Regions from separate parts of the Mus musculus genome. Here region 1 is linked to region 2. The links are chromatin contacts, called in public HiChIP or PLAC-seq maps. All regions are on one chromosome and are shown on one strand. The core of a region is the stretch at or near the end of the contact, and the rest is flanking DNA. Distances in the headings are between cores, read along the strand shown.

Region 1 (5,863 bases), core at 545-3,044, 610 kb before region 2:
AATTCTAGTTTGTTATGTCTGTCTGTGTGCAGTGCCTACAGAATCCAGGTGTTGAGACTGGAGTTACAGGTGGTGGGGAGCCACCTCATATGGGTACTAAGGACCAGACTGGGATCTTCTTCAAGACTAGTAAGTGTTCTTAACTGCTGAGCCCCTTTGGGACGGGGTTTCATGTAGCCTAGGCTAACCTCAAACTTGCTGTGTAACCACAGATGGCCTTGAATTCTTGATTTTCCTGCCTCTGTCTCCACAGTGCTTGGATTACTGCCATTGCCTAGTTAATTTGGAATCTAGAGTTTCATACAAACTAGGCAAATTTCAGTTTTAAATTGTATTTAGCTATTACTGATAACGCCCAGTGCTTTCTGCTTCCTGGACACTTGGACATTTTCAGGCGCTCCTATCCCTGAGGCACCTTTTCAGCCAGACTTTTTACATTTTTACTTTATTGGTGTTTTGGCTGTATATATATCTGTGTGAAGGAGCCAACAGACAGTTGTGAGCTACTCTGTATGGTACCATGTGAACTACCATATACTGGGAATTGAATCAGGGTCCTCTGGAAGAACAGCCAGTGTTCTTAATCACTGAGCCATCCCTCCAGCCCCTTCATTTAGTTTTTAAAGAAGTTAGAATATGTGTGGACACATATGTCATAGAGCACATGTAGCGGTGAAGCTTGTGGGAGTTGGTTCTCTCCTTTCGCTATGTGTGCCAGGGATCTAGCTCAGGTGGTCAGGCTCCATGGCCAGTGCCCTTTTAAACTGACACATCTCTTGGGCCCCTCTAGATTATTAATGAAGTATACTACATACAAGATGATTAAAACAGGTAACGGGGACCCGTCAGATATCCCAGAAAGGTCATTTGCAGCCAGGCCTGACCACTTAAATTCAGTCTCCTGGTCCTCTGTGGTGGGAGAAAATGGATTCGTTTAAGTTGCCCTCTGACCTCACAGAAGCAATCATGGCGCACACACCTGTCCCCACAAACGTACGCTGTGCGCTTTGGGATTTATTTATAAATCTTGAATATCTTGACAGAATTTTCTAAACGTTTAGCACACGGTAATGGTGCCCGTTTTGTTGCAGGAACGCTGTAGCCCACTTTCACGTCCTCTAAGAGGGTCATCCCAGTGTTATAGTCACGGCCAGAAACCATATTTCATGATTTACGTACGTGTGCTGTGCACACTCTTACAGTCTCTCCCTTTCTGCTCCTGTTTAAGAGGATGGCGTTCTCTCTTTTCTTTCCTTCCTTTTTTATTTTCTTTTTTGCAGTGCTGAGGTTCGAACCCAGTCCCTCAAGCATGTCGCCAGGCAAGTGGCAGCTTTTGCCTTTTTTGCACAAATGGCTGCAGGACGCACATATGTCCAGACAGCTACCAACTGACCGCAAAGAGCAGCCCCGCCCCGCCCCACTCCTGATCCCCAGCAGCTAAGGTTGACAGTCTGCGGCGAGGGACAGCAGAGCGGCGCTGTCACTCTCCCTGTCATCTGAGCGGCGCGACCTTGGATCGGGCTGGGCCGCTCAGCCGGTGACCTTGGGCGGGCCCCTGCTCTCTGCCCAGCGGCGCCCGGGACCGTGGGGTCGCGGGTGGTGCCCACGCGCCGCGCCTCACCCGGCTTCCGCCATCCCCAGCCCTACGCTGTCTGCGTAGCAGCCGCGCCAGCTTCCGCGGCCTTCAGTGCAGACGCTCTCCCGCGCCGGGCGCGATTCCGGAACGCCGTCCGCGCTGCGCACGCGCGGCCGTCCGGCGAGCCCGCGTGCCTTACGCAGCTGACGCAGCGCGTCCAAAATGGCGGCGCGGTCGTCGTCGGGGGCGGCGGCGGTAGAGGGGGCGGTGGCGGTGGCGACGGCGGCCGTGACGGCGGCGCAGGGCCTGGGCCGGGGGCAATGAGGCTGTCCCGCCGCGGAGCCGTGTAGCGGACACACAGACCCTCCTCCCCGCCCTCTCGATCGAGCCTGGGGCGCGCGCGCGCGCGGCCGCCCGCCTGCAGCAGGCTCCCCTTCCCTGGACTCCGAGGCCCCGCACGGCACCCCCCACCCGGGCCCGGAGGATGATGAAGCTCAAGTCGAACCAGACCCGCACCTACGACGGCGACGGCTACAAGAAGCGGGCCGCGTGCCTGTGCTTCCGCAGCGAGAGCGAGGAGGAGGTGAGGCGCCCTGCCGGGGGTCGGCGGCGCCCGACGGGGTTTCCTGGGGAGAAGGGGGGGTGGGGAGCGGAGTGGAGAGGGCCCGGGGCAGCGGGATGCCATCCCGCGGCGGGCCGTCGGGGGTTGGCCGCCGTTCGCCCGGGGCAGTGGCTAGGCAGCTCGGCGCTCGGCACACGTGCATGGGGCGCAGGCCGGCCTTTGTGGCGGAGCGGAGGGCCGCTCCCTCCCTCCCTCCCTCCCCGCAGGGTTGCTGCTGGCCGAGGGGAGGTGGCTGCGGGCGAGCACTGGCAGCGACAAGCCGGGGCCAGCCGTTCGATTCTAACGTTGAGCTGCTGAGTCCGTATGGTTGGAGCCTGAAAAGAAAGGGCACTGGACACGGTTGTCGTCGAGGTTGTTATTCATATTGACCGGAACACTTCACGACCATCAAAAGCTGTATTTATGAAGATCTCTGTCCCGACGTTTCTCTGCTGTGCCCAATAGGATGAGTCGTAGGGTAAGCTAGGATAATAGAACGTTTTAGAGTCTTGTTCCTTTTTCCTTAAGGAACTTAAAAAAAAATTTTTTTTTCGGCTTCACAAAGCCGTTTCTGTGGTGATGAAGCGAGATTCATGAAAGGCGCGTGGTTTGTAAATCCACAAAGAATAGCTGCTTTGGAAATTCATAAAATGCCTGTGGGGACACATTGCTGTCGTGTGTGTGCATGGTGGTAAGATGGCAGTTCGCTTGAAAACAATGAAGGGCAGTGAAACTGAGTATGTTTTATCCCGGCCCTCGGCGGTGGGCTGGGGTGGCAAGCCTGCAGTACGGTGCATCGTGTTGAAATGGGCGACAGGAACTTGACCCGTTAGTTATGAAAGGCTCTGATGAAAGGGAGGATGGACTACCAGGAATCACTGTCCGGTAGATACTCAGGAGGAGGAAGAGGAGGAGGAGGAGGGGGAATTTAAATGAAATGACGGCCTGAAGAAAATCCGTGAAAGCATTCTTTGTGCTGTTGAGGGATTGCAAAACAGGAGTTTTGGAAATGTATACTTTGTTACTTTCCTTCATTACCAAAGGTCCCCGAAAGACGCGCTTTGTAAGTAAGCAAGGTCAAGTTTTAAATGATGCGCTGGCTTTGGAATACGTGAGGTAAAACTGTCTATGGTGAAGGCTGTTCTAGAAGCTTTGTTTTCTTCATTATCATATGGGAAGTCAGATGGGATCTGGGCTGTTAGCGGGAGGAAAAGGAATTAGCATAATGACATGCCTCACTGCAGTGCTGTGGTTAGGTCTGGCCAAGTTTAAAGTAGAAGGCTGTGTAATTTAGTCATGAACACTGCAAAACCCTTTGTTTTAAGAAGATCATCCTAGAGGTGAAAATGTGAATATTTTGGATAAATACTAGAAACTCAAGATCCTTAACAAAGGAACAACCGATTTTCTAATTTTGGTTAGAAGTTTTACAATGGACTGGCGGCAGTTTGGCCACCTATTGCCTTGTGTAGGTCAGACCAGGGGTAGGACTGACTTGTTTTGTTTTTTTAGGAGCTTAAGATTTTCAGCTGTTAGAAGGAGGATTAAAGCGTCTGCTCCGTGGTGGGGTTGCCTTTACTGAACTTCTCTTTGCATATTGGTTAATGAGCAGGACAGTTGTGCGACTCTTGAATGATAGGTTCAGTGGCTGCTCAGAGTTTGGTAAGAACAAGAATGTTAGCGGACCTGGCTGGCTTTGGACTTGTTCTGTTCAGCGCAACAAGCAGGCTTTAACTGAAGTGCCCACTAAGGCGCAGCATCTGTTAGATGGGATTTACAGATGCACACCCATCTATCCCGAGGGGATTTTGGTAGTCTCTTAGTCCGGAGGGATTTTGGACCACAAAATAATCTCTAAGGTATTGTTTAACTCCCAGATTATATAATTGTGTTGGAAGGGAAGTGATGTGTTAGTTCCAGGGAAACTTCTATGTTCTCAGTAGCTGTGCCAGAGATTGAAGTGAAGTGTTGGCTGCTACCTCTGTGGGGAAAGAAATTCTCACTGGAGTGGGCACTCAGTCCAATTTTATGTTTTTAATGGGCGCTATGGCTTTAATCAAAAGAGACACATTCACAGAGTATTACTAGCACAACGCAACAATAATGTGTTAATATGACCTTGATTTTTAAATATAAGGAGCCAGTGTCAAGAAACAGGCATATATTGTGAAGAAAGAGACTAAAACATTTTTAAAAAAGTGGACCAAAAATGTTCAGCACAGGAAGCTGACATAGTTCCAGGCCAAGCAGTGAGAGCGGCAGAACCCACCCAGGTCAGGACACAAGTCCTTAGCACAGTCACTGAGCGACACTGAAGGTGAGGTCTCTAAGGAAAAACAAGCTCAGAGCTGGGGGGTGAGGGGGACGGGATGGGACAGGTGAGGTTTTCCTTCCAAATTTGTGGCTGTTTTTCCTGCTGGTAAATTGAAATTAACAGGAAAAAAAAAAGTTCCGTGCTTATGGGTACTGCTAGCTGCCCCTGACATTTCTGTAACTGAGCATTCATGATCGCTGACACAGTTGCCAAGGAGCAGTGACATGGTGGCCTGAGTTACTGCTGTACTCAGCAGCTCTTCTCCCACCCACCCACCCACACACCCAAGTGCAATTTTGAAGACTGTTGTACGAAGTCCTGTCTCTCAGACTTGTCATGGTGGTCATTAATTCAACGGGAAACTCCAGTTCAGAAAGGATCCCTCCGTTGTGCAGGCGAGAGGGGGTGGCTTTAGAAACACTGCAGATGTGTTAAGAAAGAACTCACTGCTCAGTGACACACAGGGGCATCCTGGAGAGCTGAGCAGTGACTGTAGGACATCTCCCTCCTAAGTGGGTTTCAATTTTTATTCCATTTAGAGGCAAGACCCAAGAACAGGTCATTCATTATGTAGTGGCACAGGAAAGAAAATTAGCTTATAAGTCAGTACTTCATTTTGTTTTCATTTGGGTCGATAGTTGTTTTGAAGACACATTGGAATCCTGGGCTGGCCTTGAACTCCTGATCCTCCTGCCTCCACATCTTAAGTGTGGGACACTGCTCAGCTGAAATACTTAACTTTTTTCCTCTCCTTCAGAGCTGAGTGGGCATTCTATGCAAGTGCTCTGCCACTAAGCCATGCCCACAGCTCTGGTTTTTCAAGATGTATTTGTTTTATATGTATGAGTCCACTGTCTCTGTCTTCAGACACACCAGAAGAGGCTATCAGATCCCATTACAGATGTGGTTGCTGGGAATTGAACTCAGGATCTCTGGAAGAGCGGCCAGTGCTCTTAACTGCTGAGCCATCTCTCCAACCCTGCAGCTCTGTTTTTAAATTGAATTTTTGGCTCTACAAAGATTAGCAAATATACTTTTATGGTTTTTGAATCAGCCATACCCTTCAGACTGGGTAATGGCAGACCATCTTTGTCATATTCAACCTTGACTCTCCTAAAGCGGTCCCAGGGAGGTAGCTCTTCTTCCCGAGCTTTTGATGAGAATAGGAGATGTGTGTGCTCTCTGCCCTCCTAGTGAGAGGGCTAAGGGGTGTCTTTAGGAATGGACAGTGGGACTGGTGAGATGGCTCAGTGGGTAAGAGCACTGACTGCTCTTCCGAAGGTCTGGAGTTCAAATCCCAGCAACCACATGGTGGCTCACAACCATCTGTAACAAGATCTGACGCCCTCTTCTGGAGTATCTGAAGACAGCT
Region 2 (5,987 bases), core at 3,316-5,815:
TAAACTTAAGAATTTATGAAAGTATGACTTTAAATTTATAATTTATATATATATATATCAGGAGAGAGAGAGAACAGGGTACAATGTGGCCTTGAACTTGCTGTGTCAAAAATGATCTTGAATTCTTTATCTTCTTGCCTCTACCTCTAAGTACTGGGAATTGAGACTTTAGACAGGTCCAGCCTTGGAAACAGATTTTTTTTGTTTACATTTTTATTTGTTTGTTTATTTTGGAGACAGGATCTTAGATTAAAGGCATGGCCCACCAGGCTCTGCCAAGATTTTTTTCTCAATGTTGGGGAATTCCACACAGGGTCTCATGAATACTAGAAAAATGTTTTACTGTTGTCTGGCGGTGGTGACCCAAAACTTTCATCCCAGCACTCAAGATGCAGAGGCAGGCAGATCTCTGAGTTGGAGTCCTGGTTTATTGTGATAGTTCCAATAGAGGCAAGGCTACACAAAGAAACCCTGACTCAAAAGACCAAAACCAACAAAATAAAAACCAAAAGAAAAAAAAAATTAAGACCATCATTCAACTGTGTAGGCTATATCCGCAGCTGTTTCACTGTTGGTGACGGTGATGGTGCTCACTTTTGAGACAGGGCCTCACTGTGTGGACTGTATAATGATGTACACTAGCCTGGCCTTGAACTCATAGAGATCTGTGTGTTCCTGCCGGCTGGGACTGAGTGCTGGGATTAAAGGCATGTGCCATCACACCCGACTATGGTCTGATTTTTTTTTAATTAAGCACATATGAGTGTGTGTGTGTGTGTGTGTGTGTGTGTGTGTTGGTGTAGAAGAGGGCATCAGATCTCCTGGAACTGGCTCTAAACTGCCCAACATGGGTACTGGGAACCTAACTGAAGTTCTTTCCAAGATTAGCAAATGCCTTTAACCTCTGAACCATCTGTCCAGCCCTGAGAAACTGTCCTTTTAACATGTCACACCAGCCGGGCAATGGAGGTGCACGCCTTTGATCCCAACACTTGGGAGGCAGAGGCAGGCGGATTTCTGAGTTCGAGGCCAGCCTGGTCTACAAGAGTGAGTTCCAGGACAGCCAGGGCTACACAGAGAAACCCTGTCTCAGAAAACCAAGCTAACAAAAATGTCACATCAACAGCTACTTACATAACTTCGATAATTTTAAAGTTGTATTCTTCAAAGGATCAAATAAAAAGTTGTTATATGTATCACTTACAGGGGAGACATACATGCAATCAAGACATGTGGAAGTCAAAGGACACCTTTCTTTCCATTACTCGGTATCAGAGTATGGTGTGCAGTTTCTACAGCTGGTGCCTCTATCCACTGAGCATGTCAGCCCTCAACAGGATTCTTTTTTTTTTTTTTTTTCTTTTTTGGTTTTTCGAGTTAGGGTTTCTCTGTATAGCCCTGGCTGTCCTGGAACTCACTTTGTAGACCAGGCTGGCCTCGAACACAGAAATCCACTTGCCTCTGCCTCCTGAGTGCTGGGATTAAAGGCATGCGCCACCACTGCCTAGCTTTAACAGGATTCTTAATCTTTTTCTCTTTGTTTTTGATACAGGGTCTCTATGTAGACCAGGCTGACCTTGAACTCATAGAAATCCACCTGCCTCTGCCTCTTAGTGCAGGGGTTAAAGTAATCCTGTTTGCCTGTTTATGAGATTCTCTTTATCTGTCACTGTTTAGGTGGCTTTCCCTTCCCATGTCCTCATTTTTCCTTCCTCTCCTGCCTCAGTTTCTTCCTTTGCCATTGGAATGGAACTAATAGTGTTAATAGTGGTGACTTTCTATTAGGACAAAGCTAGACTGGTCGTCGTCGTCGTCGTCGTCATCATCATCGTTGTCATCATTGTCATCGTTGTCAAACACAACAGGGCTTTATGCTACTCAATCCGGCTGTGAACTGATTACATAGTCAAAGCTGGTGTGGCACTCCTGGTCCTGCCTCTAGTCTCTCACCCAGGAATAGATATGCGGGGTGGCACAAGGGACCCCAAAAGCTGGGACACCAAACCCAGCCTACTAATTTATTTTTGGTTAAGACATGGTTTCACACTGTAATCCAAACTATTCCGGAAAGTCATGGCAGTCCTTCTGCCTCAGTTTTCCAAACACTGAGGTGACAGGTGTAAGCCAGCACACCTCCCTATAGATTTTCTGAAGTGCTGGCTCCCATGTTAATTAACATCGACCGTGTAACACAGTGACCTGGGGAACTTACCCTGAAGTCTGTCCCTTTATCCCTGCATTTCCTCTGAGAGCCATAACACACATGGTTCCAGAGTGTTAGAGTCATGGCGAGGGAACGCCATGGCAGTACATCTGGCAGCACACCTGGCAGCAGGTGTGGGATTGCGGCAGCAGCTGAGTGCTCACACCTTATCCATAAACAGGAGGCTGAGAGGGGGCTAACTGAGAATGCTGTGGGCTTTGAAAGTTCAAAAGCCCAGGTCAGTGAGGAGGCCACCCTGCTAATCCTTCCCAACAATTCCACTAGCTAAGGGCCAAGCCCATGGCGGGGGGGGGGGGGGCGGCAGGACATCTTCATTCAAGCCTCCACAGCTCTCCTCCCCCTCATCAGTCCCTGGCAAGAGCCCTCCATCCACCTCTGGCTACTCTGGATCCTTCCCATGAGAGAGCTGCATAGTATAGCCCACTTTACATGAGTGGCAGGTCAGGTCGCACCAGGGTCTCACCTCAGTCCCAGAACTCTCAGTACAGAGCTGGCCAGGGTACATCTATAAATCCTCATTTGTGATCTCAGCTTTGGAGAGTGAGGCAGGAAGATCAGGAGCTCAAGGCCAGCCTTGGTGACAAAGTACATCCCAAAGAAAAGGAAGAGGAGGAGGAGGAGGACAAAGAGGAGGATGCTCAGTGACACAGTAAGGCCCGGGAAGAGGGCAAAGGCCTGTGCATTCCCGGTGCCCACCAGGAGCAGGAGAGATGGCTGACAGCACTTGACCCTGCAGAGCACCTAAGTTGGGTTCCCAACTACCTGTAACTACAGCTCCAGGGGATCTAACACACTTCTGGCCTGCTCAGGCATGGTCACACACCTGCAGATACCCACAGATATAAATACATCTTTAAAAAGAAAGAAAGCTGGACATGGTGGTGCATGACTTTAATCCCAACACTCAGAAGCCAAATGCAGGCAAATCTCTGAGTTCAAGGCCAGGCTGGTCTACATATACATAGTGAGCCCTAGGCCAGCCAAGCCAACACCACATAGTGAGACCCTGTCTCATAAACAGAAAGGATGAAAGGAAGGGAAGAAGGGAGGGAGGGAGGGAGGGAGGGAGGAAGGAAGGAAGGAAGGAAGGAAGGAAGGAAGGAAGGAAGGAAGGAAGGAAGGATGCTAGCCTGTTATTTGAGAGACTGAGGCAGGATTGTGAATCCCAGCCCAGCCTGGACTACAGCATTCAATGCTGTCTCAAAAATAGAACATTCTGAGCATGAAGGTGGTGCCTGCATGTAGTCTCTGTGTTGGATAAGAGATTTCCTCACTGCCTTTCTCTCTCTCAGAAATCAGGCCCTCCCCTCCAGCAGCCTCTGCTGGGACAGGGTTGATAAATGGGCTCACAGCTTTCCCGGAGCTCAGTCATCTCCCTCCCACTTGCAGCTGTGAACAAGCCCAGCCTCCCTGACACTTACACTGAGGACAACCTCGAATTATAACTTGACTTTTGTCTACTGTTCTCTTGCCTTGTGACTCCTGGCCCGTGGGCTAGGCTGGGCTAAATCACGTGATGTGAGATCGCCTCCTCTTACTCGGAACCTTATGGGTCGGAAACCCCTTTCATCTTTCAGAATTAAAGGCTCTCTGTCCCTTCAAGACTCCATTGTGAGTGTGGAGAATCGGCTGCAGTTAAGAGCGATTGTGAAGGTCCTGACTTCAGTTCCCTGCATGCACATTAGGGGGGTCACAGCTGCCTTGTACCCCCAGCTCCAGGGGCTCTGACTCCCTCTTCTGACCTCTGAGGGTGTCTGCGCCCACATGCGCACATAATTAAAAACAAAATAAGCTTTAAAAATACAATAGCGCGCTGTTGATAACGCAGCGCCCCAACTCTAACACCAGTCAGAGCTGCCCAAGGTCGTGGGGTCTTTCCTAATAATGCTCACTGCTCACATCAGCTCCTCTCTACTGTAACCAGGGTTTCTGTGGTAAGCCACAGCAACCAACTCATCAAAGGATCAGTAATTCAAGGCTATCCTTAGCTACGCATGAGTTGGAGGCACCCTGGTGACAGGAGACCCCATCAGAAACACACACACACACACACACACACACACACACACACACACACACAAACACACACACACATCCGCACGTGGATGAGAAGCACGGCTCCTTCCTTCCTGTTTTGCTGCCCCGTCCTTATGTCTTGAGCTGTAAATCTCCCACCCCCCACCCCCACTACAACCACCACTTATTGTGCCTGCATGTTCTTAAAGTCTCCACCAGAAGTCCCTATTTCTGTCAGGTGGCGCTGTTTCAAACTGTGGAGGAAAGAGAGGTCTAGCTGGCCACCCTGGGTGTGGGTGGGGCTTCAGGGTGATGGGCAGGCAGGCTCTACTTCCTGCCCTAGATCCCTACTTCCTGATATGACCTGCTGCTTCACGTGGCACCTGCTGTGGTGGTGAGGCCATCCCACTGCCAGGGTGGGCTGCATCTCTCGAACCCCGATCCAGAATTTAGCTTTCCCAGTTTGCTTCTTTTGGGTGTTTGGTGACAGTTCCGAGTCTATACTAAGGCACTGTGATGTCTCCAAAGGGAAACCATCTTCCTTTTGGGACCTTCTCTTTTGGCAATATCTACCCTTTCACTTTTATCTTGTTATTTTGGCTTTTAGATACAAGCTCTTTCTCTGTGGCCCTGGCTCTCCTGAAACTTGCCCTGTAGCCAAGGCTGGCCTCAAATTCTCAGAGATTCACCTGCCTCTGCATCACAAGCGTTGGGATTAAAGGTGTGCACTACCATGCCTGGTGCTCTCTCTCTCTCTCCCTCTCTCTCTCTCTCTCCAAGGTCTCACTCTATAGGCCAGCTTGTCCTGGTCACATTATGTAGCTCAGGCTAGCCTTGAACTCTTCCATCCTATCTACCTCTTACCTGAGCACCTAGATCATAGGCACCACACCCAACAAGAACACTTTTTTTTTTTTAGTGTTCTTTACGTAGTTTTACATTATACTTAGGAACTATAATGAATTTTATTCTTAACCGATTCTCTATTGTTGGCCGTTTATGTAACTTCCAAGCTGTTAAAATTAACCAGCATGCCAATTTATGGGAAGTCTATCTGGCAAGTAAGTAAAATCATCCTGCAAGTTGTCTCACATTGTTCCCCCACGAGGAAGCACGCTGGACTGGAGAACTCAGACGTTCCTGATTGGTCCTAAGGCCAGACGTCAGCATCTGAGGGACTGTCTGTAAGTGTGCTGGGCCGAAAAAACAAAAACAAAAACAAACAAACAAACAAAAAACCCCCAGCCAGGCGTGGGGGCGCACACCTTTAATCCCAGCACTTGGGAGGCAGAGGCAGGCAGATTTCTGAGTTCGAGGCCAGCCTGGTCTACAGAGTGAGTTCCAGGACAGCCAGGGCTACACAGAGAAACCCTGTGAAACTCAGAAATCTGCTTGCCACTGCCTCCCGAGTGCCGGGATTAAAGGCATGCGGCACCAAGCCCAGTTGCTGAGGTGGAACACTGTCAGCGCCCTCTTTGGGTGCCATCTTGCTGAGTCTTACCGAATCCTGAAAACCAGATCCAGGCTTTGTGCACTACAAGTAGCTGCTCCACCAACAGAGCTACAGTCCCGTCATGGCTCCCAGTAGCCTACGATTCTATAATGCAAGGACCCCCTCCTGCTCCCTGCTCCAGCCCTCACCTGCACCATCAGAACTGATGCTGGTGTGCTGTGCCACAAAGTCACACACTCCTGTGATCCCAGCATCCAGATAACTGAGGCAGGGGGCTCTCTGTGAGTTTAAGGC

Evidence for each region. HiChIP or PLAC-seq counts read pairs in DNA pulled down with a chosen protein or histone mark.
Region 1: a contact with region 2 is called in an H3K4me3 HiChIP or PLAC-seq map of bone marrow-derived macrophages, with 11 times the contacts expected there. The contact joins the promoter of Nudt3 here to the enhancer-like site in region 2. A contact is called at or near these places in 6 of 39 promoter capture datasets (the C10 cell line, embryonic stem cells, hippocampal neurons and 2 more), 1 of 15 datasets of contacts at CTCF or cohesin (the NIH/3T3 cell line), 2 of 484 Hi-C or Micro-C datasets (embryonic stem cells and large pre-B cells), 15 of 115 datasets of contacts at active chromatin or transcription factors (SST interneurons, bone marrow-derived macrophages, craniofacial prominence and 12 more) and 2 of 9 other capture datasets (embryonic stem cells and liver).

What each region holds. Positions count from the first base shown.
Region 1 is chr17:27,619,383-27,625,245 of GRCm38.p6, reverse strand. Nudt3 (nudix (nucleotide diphosphate linked moiety X)-type motif 3) reads left to right here and starts at 1,794. Exons shown (of 5, transcript NM_019837.2): 1 at 1,794-2,159. The coding sequence starts at 2,061.
Region 2 is chr17:27,010,694-27,016,680 of GRCm38.p6, reverse strand. No RefSeq gene overlaps it. Among named protein-coding and RNA genes, the nearest start is that of Bak1, 15 kb to the left of the region's middle. Within about 2 kb of position 4,565, at least 126 of the 459 cell types and tissues checked have an H3K27ac peak or open chromatin away from gene starts, as enhancers often do. A contact at or near this core is called in SST interneurons, bone marrow-derived macrophages, effector CD8 T cells and 3 more, where this site is marked.